2 separate regions of the Triticum aestivum genome follow, and region 2 is linked to region 1. Evidence: chromatin contacts called from public Hi-C data. All regions are on one chromosome and are shown on one strand. The core of a region is the stretch at or near the end of the contact, and the rest is flanking DNA. Distances in the headings are between cores, read along the strand shown. Region 1 has its middle 59 kb from the start of LOC123093071. Region 2 has its middle 12 kb from the start of LOC123093071.

Region 1 (4,362 bases), core at 514-3,013:
TCCTGCTCGCCGATGGACGCCGACGTTGGGATGGAGTAGACTATGTTGACGACGCAAAAAGGGAGACGACATTTTCATTGTGTCTTTGATGGTGGCCGGTAAGTCATATATATAGGAGAGCCAACGCGGTCTCGTGTCACAATCACAATCCAAACCGATTACGTTTCCAACTTGTAAACGTACTACTTAAGAAAACAATACTATTGTTTGCCAGGAAACCAAAAATAAAACGACAAAAGGAACTACGCTTCAACCAGATTTCGACGGATCATCCACGCGTGTGTCGCATGTCGCACGCCCGCGCCATTTGTCTCTTCCCATTTCCGCCCGCGAGGCTAGCGTGCGTGGTGTTCACTTTTCTCCTCATGCCCATCATTTAGTGGAGTGGAGAGATTCACTCTCAGGATGAGACTAAAGATTGCACCACCATTTACCACTTATTTATGGGCGTACTATAAGATTTATTTGGATTTATTTATTGGGCCAAGCCCAAATATTCCAAGTCGCGTGCTGTGTGTGCCCGGGAAGAGTCTATGATGCATAGATTTTGGGGTTGCCAACATTCAGTCTTGTTCTAGGAGCAGTTGAGGGCACATGCGGGTATGACACTAGAGGAGCCACCACGACACATTTAGACTCAGCGAGCCCTAGCCTCTTGGTTACTTGACTAGTTTGCTCGGGCGACAGGCGACGAGAAGGAGTTGAAGCTCCAAGCGGCATATAGCCTCTGGCTGGCAAGAAACGAGGCAAGAAATGGGAGGAAAATAGCACAACCATATGAAATTAGGTACAATGTAAGTGCAAGTTGCAGAATGGAGAGCGTCTCATGAGACGAGGGTGCCACAACCGGAGCCAAAGACTATCCAGCGATGGGAACCCCCTACTGCTGGATGGGTAAAGATCAACTCCGATGGTGCGGTGTCCAGGCACGGGGAGAAAGGAGGAGGTGGGGCGGTCCTTCGTGATCACCAAGCGGCGTTCCGAGTCGGGTTGTGCCACTTCTTCCCAAATACTGCTGATCTTGAGATGGTGGAAGTGTTGGCGTGCAGAAGAGCTGTTCGAATGGCGAATGATCTAAATTTACGATGGGTGCATGTTGAGCTGGATTGCCTGGCCCTTGTCCGGATGCTCAACAATCCAGAGAGGAACTTGTCTGCGGTAGGTCCTTGGGTGGAGGAGACAAAGGCGTTGCTTCGTTTTATGGAGGAGGCCAACGTGTTATGGGTTCGTCGTTCTGGGAATGTAGCCGCTCATAAGCTAGCGAAAGTAGGGGTAGGGGAGAACCGTTCGGAGATCTGGGTGGGTTCGCCACTAGACTTTATTTTAGATGTAGTTTCAGATGAGATTCCTAGCTTTGGTTAAATAAAGCGGCATGATTTCCCCTCAAAAAAAAAAGGTCGCGTGCTAGTTAAGTTGATTTTCTTTTTATAAAGTCTCGATGATATTTTTTTCAAACACGAGTAAAGATAGGGCCGAGGAGACAAATAGGATCAAGGTCAAAATCAGGTCGAGCGTGAGCTACAGGACGCTGAACCAAAGGATATTTCCCGTGCATGAAACCGTGCTAAGCCATACTATGCGAAGCTATCAAGCAGGTCTCCAACTTCCAACATGTAGTGCAAGATCCATTGTACGCTGACAAAAGCCATCGCCGCACTGAACGTTGACGCTAACGGATGACAAGAGCTTCTTCTGGATGGTGTGTCCCGGTCGGAGCCCACGTGAAGCCCAGGGGGCGCGTCGCCGTCGATGAACGGGAGCTCGTCGCTAGAAATCGAGGTGGTAGTCGCTAGCAAGCCCCGGTCCAGTGGGCGGTCGATCGTCCAGGCTGTGATCCCTCTCGATCGCCGGCCGTGGCACGTCGATGACGATGTGGCCGTCTCCGGCTTGCTGTCTTGCTGACGCTCCCTTTCCGGGCTGAGCTACCTTCCAAAACCCCAACGAGAAGACGCTCACCTTCCACACAACAGCACCAACAAAACCGACAAGAATGCAAATGCAGAGTGCAGACATTGGCCGGGTTGCGCAAGTGGGAAAAAGAATAAAATTCTACAGAATCTACATCCTCTTTCCATAGCAGAAAAAACATTTTTTGCCTTTTTAATCAAATATTTCATATAGTTTTTTTCTCTTGTCTCAGTTTTTCTTTGTTTCGATTTTCGAAGCTTGAGCATGACAGAGGGAATCTCAATGTACTGAAATAAATAAATACTAACCCTCAAAAAAAGAAAGAAAGAAATACTCTTAAATCAAAACACAACTTACAAGGGCGAATCAACACGTACACATAACTTGGAAGAATACAAATGCTTCAGTCATTCTCACGGCCGATCGGGATCTTACCCGTTACGGATGATTGGACGGAGAACATATACACTGCAAGCTTTTGGAGGATTTACACACCTGCAACCACACGGCGTGCCGACCGAATAAGTTGACGGGAAAGAAAGAAAAGAAAGATCCCATGGAGATATAGAGATCCCTCCCGGCGCCAACATGCGCAATGCATGCTCGCTGTTCCACATACACACCATATATACTCGGGCCCCACAAACTTTTTATCTACATTTCTACTGAAAGCTACACATAGTTTGATCGTTGGGAATATTGCAAATGGGTGAAACATATCATTTTCAGCAGAAAGAAGGAAAAAGAAGGAATGAATGAAAAACCAATCAGGGGATAACAATGCATATATGCATGAGGACATATGGATAGCTAAAGATCTCATGACAGAGTAGATCTGTGTTCATAGATACGGAGAGATGGACTTACCAGCATCGTTCTCCTCCAAATGTTCGAACAGGATGGTGTGGACACTTTTAGGGCATGTACAATGCATAGCCTCAAGGTGATGCCTCACATGCCATGTATAATCGGATATGACGTAAAGTAGGTTTGGATAGGGAAGCGGGATCCTCTCCAGGAGACGGGTGCTTGAAGAGAAAAAGTGTGGTCCGGTGACAAAAGCTGAAAAGGTTGAACTGAAAAGTAGAGATGCATGTGTACTAAAGTCTTTATTTTCTGTTTCTTAATGAGGCCCACTAGTGGTAGCTTGCATTGGGGAGAAAAAAATAAATGCAAATGCCTCAAATTACTTTTGTCATGGAGCATATTACTAAACAGTATAATGGGGCTAGTTACGAGCCTCCACAGCGATTTGAGATCCTAAACCGTTCGATTCAGCGTATAAACGAATCAGATCATTCCAACCTCACCCTGTTTTCCTTTGCGCCTTGTTCGCTCGCTAAAGCCGGCCGAAGTCGAACCAACGTCAAAAGGGCCGCTGCTCCGCAGACTTATTTTGGTGCCTTCTGATGCTCCGGGCTGCAGTTCACAGCGATTAGAGATCCTAAACCGTTCGATTCAGCGTATAAACGAATCAGATCATTCCAACCTCACCCTGTTTTCTTTTGCGCCTCGTTTGCTCGCTAAAGCCGGCCGAAGTCGAACCAACGTCAAAAGGGCCGCTGCTCTGCAGACTTATTTTGGTGCCTTCTGATGCTCCGGGCTGCAGTCCACAGCGATTTGAGATCCTAAACCGTTCGATTCAGCGTATAAACGAATCAGATCATTCCAACCTCACCCTGTTTTCCTTTGCGCCTCGTTCGCTCGCTAAAGCCGGCCGAAGTCGAACCAACGTCAAAAGGGCCGCTGCTCCGCAGACTTATTTTGGTGCCTTCTGATGCTCCGGGCTGCAGTCCACAGCGATTTGAGATCCTAAACCGTTCGATTCAGCGTATAAACGAATCAGATCATCCCAACCTCACCCTGTTTTCTTTTGCGCCTCGTTCGCTCGCTAAAGCCGGCCGAAGTCGAACCAACGTCAAAAGGGCCGCTGCTTTGCAGACTTATTTTGGTGCCTTCTGATGCTCCGGGCTGCAGTCCACAGCGATTTGAGATCCTAAACCGTTCGATTCAGCCTATAAACGAATCAGATCATTCCAACCTCACCCTGTTTTCCTTTGCGCCTCGTTCGCTCGCTAAAGCCGGCCGAAGTCAAACCAACGTCAAAAGGGCCGCTGCTCCGCAGACTTATTTTGCTGCCTTCTGATGCTCCGGGCTGCAGTGGGCCATGAGGCGATGTGGTAATTTTTTTTTCATGAGACCGACCACACTTTCGATCCGTGGCACTACAGCTATTTCGTGATAAAAAGTAGCGCTGCAGCTACGCCTACCTTTGTCTAAAAAAAATTTGGCTACCTATGGCTTGGCTGAATCATTCTTTGTTACTTTTATTCCTCTACTACGCAGCCCCTCTCAGAAAATAAAGCCTCTACCACACAGCATCTGCCATTGCAAGGCTACAACAAACAATGACACATACCAGATACCACACAGATATAATCGACCACGTGTTCA
Region 2 (4,362 bases), core at 510-3,009, 47 kb after region 1:
TTTTGCTTCCTATGCGTTGCGAGCGGAGACTTGAGCAAGCCCGGCCTCGTAGAGCACCAACTGCTCGACGACAAAGTTCGCGTTCGTTGTGACCATGGCGGGCCCAGTGTCCTCACTTGCGCGCTCACCGTGATTTGGCCCTTCGCCGACCGGTGCTGCTCGGGGAGTAACAGGTTGTACCGCTGATCCTACAGCGCCTGCAGGAATGCCAACGTAGACGCAACGCAGGCTGCTCCTCCTCTGGGATGGCGGTGTCGAAGTGCATCTGCGCCTACTCCATGGTCAAGTCGGCATGCACAGGTGCAGGGTCCACACGGAGTCATCGTCGGAACCCGTCGCCATCGTAGGGTCGTCGTCGAAGACCTCGGGCGAGCTGGTCGGCATGCCGTGCTCGATCCGCCAGGCACGGCGGGTCTGCCAGTTGGCTGCAAAGGCGTCCACCTCGTGCTTCTGCTCCGAGGACATGCTCTCCCACACAGCGCTAGATCTTGCGGTCATGGCAGATGTGGTGCAGGGGAGAAGGATGTGGAGCGGATGTGTTGTGGTGTGGAGTTAGCCAGGTATGGCAGCCTTTAAATAGCGGATTCTGCTGAAGCCAAGCGTTCGGGTGCGTCAATGCGTGGCACCGGAGTTGGTTCCTCGATCGGCGAGCTTTCTTAATGGCGGTATACAGATGGACGGGCATTGAACGGGGTGGTAGATAACCGTCCCGCCCTATCCAGTAAACGTCTCTTCGGCGCTGAATAGGCGCGGACACCAGGGACGTGACGTTGTCGGTGGCGTTCTCGACTGGCGTGCCGCTTCAATGCTGACGTCTGTGAGAGGTCGTGTCCGCTCTGAGCGGGCGCCAATGCGGAGCGGCCGCTCTACAGCGGCATAAACCCGGGCAGCTGGCGCCTGGCGAGAAAGCATGCGAGCGAGGGAGGAGGGTTTTGGGTGGGCCAGGTTAGTCAGGCGCGGGTGAGGCAGTAGTCCGTACGCCCGCAAAGCTCCCCCGTTTTATTTCCGGTTTGCCGAAAAAGTTGCGTCGAACCACCGAGCGGACCGATTCAGGACAGCGTTGGATGGGATAACACATCCAAACTACGCGGTCCAAACGATTGCGGACAGTTTAAGCGTATGCGTCGGAGATACCCTAACAATAGGCAATAGCATCGTTTCATGATTTTTAGTATTTTTTGGTTTGTTTAGGGCATATCTAAATGTGTTGTAGCTACTGCATATCTAACTGACTAAATCAAATTAGAAAGAAAAAAAAATACTCGCACGAATCTTAGCCTAAAATCAGTGACATAAGATTTAGATGTGCAATACCTAGAGCATATCTAGATTTGTTTTAGCAAAACTGTTACTCCTTCCGTCTCTAACCCTTGAATATAAGAGTCTCTAACCCTTAAATATAAGAGTGTTTTTGACCGTGGACGGATGGAGTATTTTATTCATCGGATGTAGATCAGCCTGAACTCGGAATTGAATATTCACGTTCCATGTCAATTTACCATGTGCTCCGCCGTGCCCGTGCTGCCAAGTGCCAAGGCAAGGTCGGTCCCGAGCGGCGGTAGAGAGGGGGACCTCGATCGTACTCCTACGTGCGTCGTCTCGGTGCGGGCCATCTCCTGCACTCAGATCCGGCGGATCGCGAATTCCGAACTGCCCATCCGTCCCAGGACAAGGAGAATCGATGGGATAAGGATGGCTACGGCGCCCAATTATAAGTGGACTGGGAGATGGACACACACAGTGTGTGTTGGCTAGTGGACGATGGCAGCACGTTGCCATTTGTGCGACTAGCGCTGTACCACACGTTTCCTCCCTCGCCGATCGATGGTGCTACACCGGCTTTTCGCTCGACAAGAGACTCGACATACCGATATGGTTTCTACTTTCCTCTAAATCTTTTCGAAAAAAATTACTTTCCTCTAGATGCAAAAATGGAAGGAAAAAAAAACCCTCCAGACAGTTTATATCGCCTGTAAAATCGAATTGTAATTGACGTGTTCGATGACGAAATCCGAGGCAAACCGGTGACGTCGGTTGATCCCAGCACAGCAATGCCATGCAAGTACTCCAGGATCGTAATAATCCGGACGCACTGGACGGAACGGATCGTGCATGCAACACGCTACACGGCCGGGCTGCTTTTTAGCATCCTTTTCGCGCTGGAGCTCTGTGGTTGGTGGGTGGGCGAAGGGAAAGGATGCCTGGTGAGTCAGAGTGACAATGCTTTGGCACACGTGGTCCAATGCTAACTGGAGGCACACTGCTTCTTTGCTTGCAACTCGTAGGTGCCAAAAAAGTCAGCAGCAAGCAAGGCAACCAAAGGAGAGATAAGCCAAGAGGAGGCCCTAGCCCTCCTTTTTGCACTGCATCCCAATCCCATCGCATGTATGTATATCAAGGATGTTGATTGGAGCTGAACCTCATGATGGCCAGAGGACAAACCTCGAACTCACAAATCAAACACCATATCTTGATGGAGAAAAGGGAAAATCGGCTCGATGGGGATGGAAATGCTGAGAGATTGGGATGGGAGGTCCATGGAAATACTTGAGTCAACTTGGTGGGTTCAGGGTTGACAACTAACCTGATCTCTATGTTTAGTGGGAAACCTTGCACTTTCATTACCCCAGGTTTGATTCTATTTCCCTGCAACCTGTTGGCCTCTAGTGTTCACTGGATGAGAGACTTCAACCATGCATTATCCTATGCATAGATACATGTGCTTTTTTTTTAGTTATAATGATTTACAAATGAACAAGAGAAAGTTAAAAGTATGCCTTCAAACTTCTACATCTAACCGACAAGTGCTAGGAGCTCTGGTAATGCATCAAGAAGAAGATAATTGATCCAATTTATAACGGATCAAAAACCATGACTGCCCCTTTTATGAGGAAAACAAGGCCCAAAACCCACACAAGCAAGGAGACCTCGTTGGCCACACGACCCTAGAGCACGATGGCAACCAACACATACTGTCAGCTACGGAGCCGCCACTTGGAGATCCCCCGCTCGATCGCAACGCTGCATGGCTCGGGGGCCTTGTAGCCCTTGCTACACGAGATGACCGCCCCCACAGGCCACGAACGTTGCAAAAATGCGGGACCGCCGCCGACAAACTCGCTATCCACGCAACACCAGCACCAGGTCGCCAGCACCCAGAACAGTTAACATGCATGTATGCAATCGAATCATTGACAGTGGTGCAATTTCAACTATTATTATGCACGGTACATACGCACCTCTTTTTTTGCGGGTCACGGTACATACACATCGGAAAAATGGGTGATCAGGTTCATGTGTGGAGGACACTAAATCAATCAATCAATCAATCAATCAAGAGTAGTTGGCAAATAATTCCATGCTAATGCAGAATACATACAACCTCTCACGTCCCCGTTACGAAGAGGTGTAAAGCATGCGTTTACATCACAAACAGCGCCGCAAAGATTTTACCGTCAAACGAACCTTGAGGCAGAACCATCAGGGGAGGCCGGGAGGGGAGGCACGGCGTGGTGCACGCACACTGCACACGGAGACGAGATGTGGATGAGGCTCGGAGCGTCGAGTCATGGGCGGAGAGGCGATGTGAGGTGACGGATGGATAACACGCGATCGTGGGAATCTGATTCAGCCCTGTGGCCTAGTCCAGAGAGACTTTTTATCCAATCCAATGATAGTGGCCACCGCGGTGTGCGTGTGCGCGTGCGTGCGTGCGGGTGTGGCTGGTAGCTTTTGGCTTTGGTCCCTCTCAGCCCCGATCGGCTATCTTGTTGCCGCATCCACCTAATTCCATTCCGTGGCGTGCCCCACCATGTTGATCTTGTACCGCGCGCAGCACACCTTCCATGGTTCCCCTTATCCCCCCTCCTATCACCTCTCACATATTCTCTCTCTCTCGTGGCCCGGCCCTCGACTGATGGTGACCACGACGACCTGCTTGCTAATCCAAAGCCAACTTGGTTATCCTAAGCACACCCCGACGAAATGTACAGACGGAGGTACCCGTGGCCATGCGAGTCAACTATGTGGCACTTTCCTCGAGTGGTCTGGGATCCTGCTACGTTCTTAGTAGTCTGTGTCCACACTGATCCTTCCTTAGGAGCCATGGCTGGCTCCATTTTACTTTATCCTCCGTTCCTCGCCAATACGCGGTTAGCCACCAACAGTGGCCATGGCAACGGCTGTAAGTAGAGATGGTAGGCCATAGCAGCACAAGTGGTTTGCTAAAGGAAAAAAAAAGGGCACACTTGTCGGTGGCTTAGAGATAGTAAATGTTAAGGGGAAAAGGTGAAACAGAAGGCGAGACACTATCCTGACACTAGGGCAGATAAACCCTTTCTAATGGAGAACTTGATGCTGCAT

Evidence for each region. A called contact is a pair of places that touch in the nucleus more often than the background predicts.
Region 2: a contact with region 1 is called in a Hi-C map of leaf, with 5 times the contacts expected there. The contact joins two enhancer-like sites. A contact is called at or near these places in 2 of 5 Hi-C or Micro-C datasets (both in leaf).

Annotation. Positions count from the first base shown.
Region 1 is chr4B:524,024,103-524,028,464 of IWGSC CS RefSeq v2.1, forward strand. No RefSeq gene overlaps it. Among protein-coding and RNA genes, the nearest start is that of LOC123093071, 59 kb to the right of the region's middle. Within about 2 kb of position 1,764, at least 2 of the 8 cell types and tissues checked have an H3K27ac peak or open chromatin away from gene starts, as enhancers often do. A contact at or near this core is called in leaf, where this site is marked.
Region 2 is chr4B:524,071,087-524,075,448 of IWGSC CS RefSeq v2.1, forward strand. No RefSeq gene overlaps it. Among protein-coding and RNA genes, the nearest start is that of LOC123093071, 12 kb to the right of the region's middle. Within about 2 kb of position 1,760, at least 2 of the 8 cell types and tissues checked have an H3K27ac peak or open chromatin away from gene starts, as enhancers often do. A contact at or near this core is called in leaf, where this site is marked.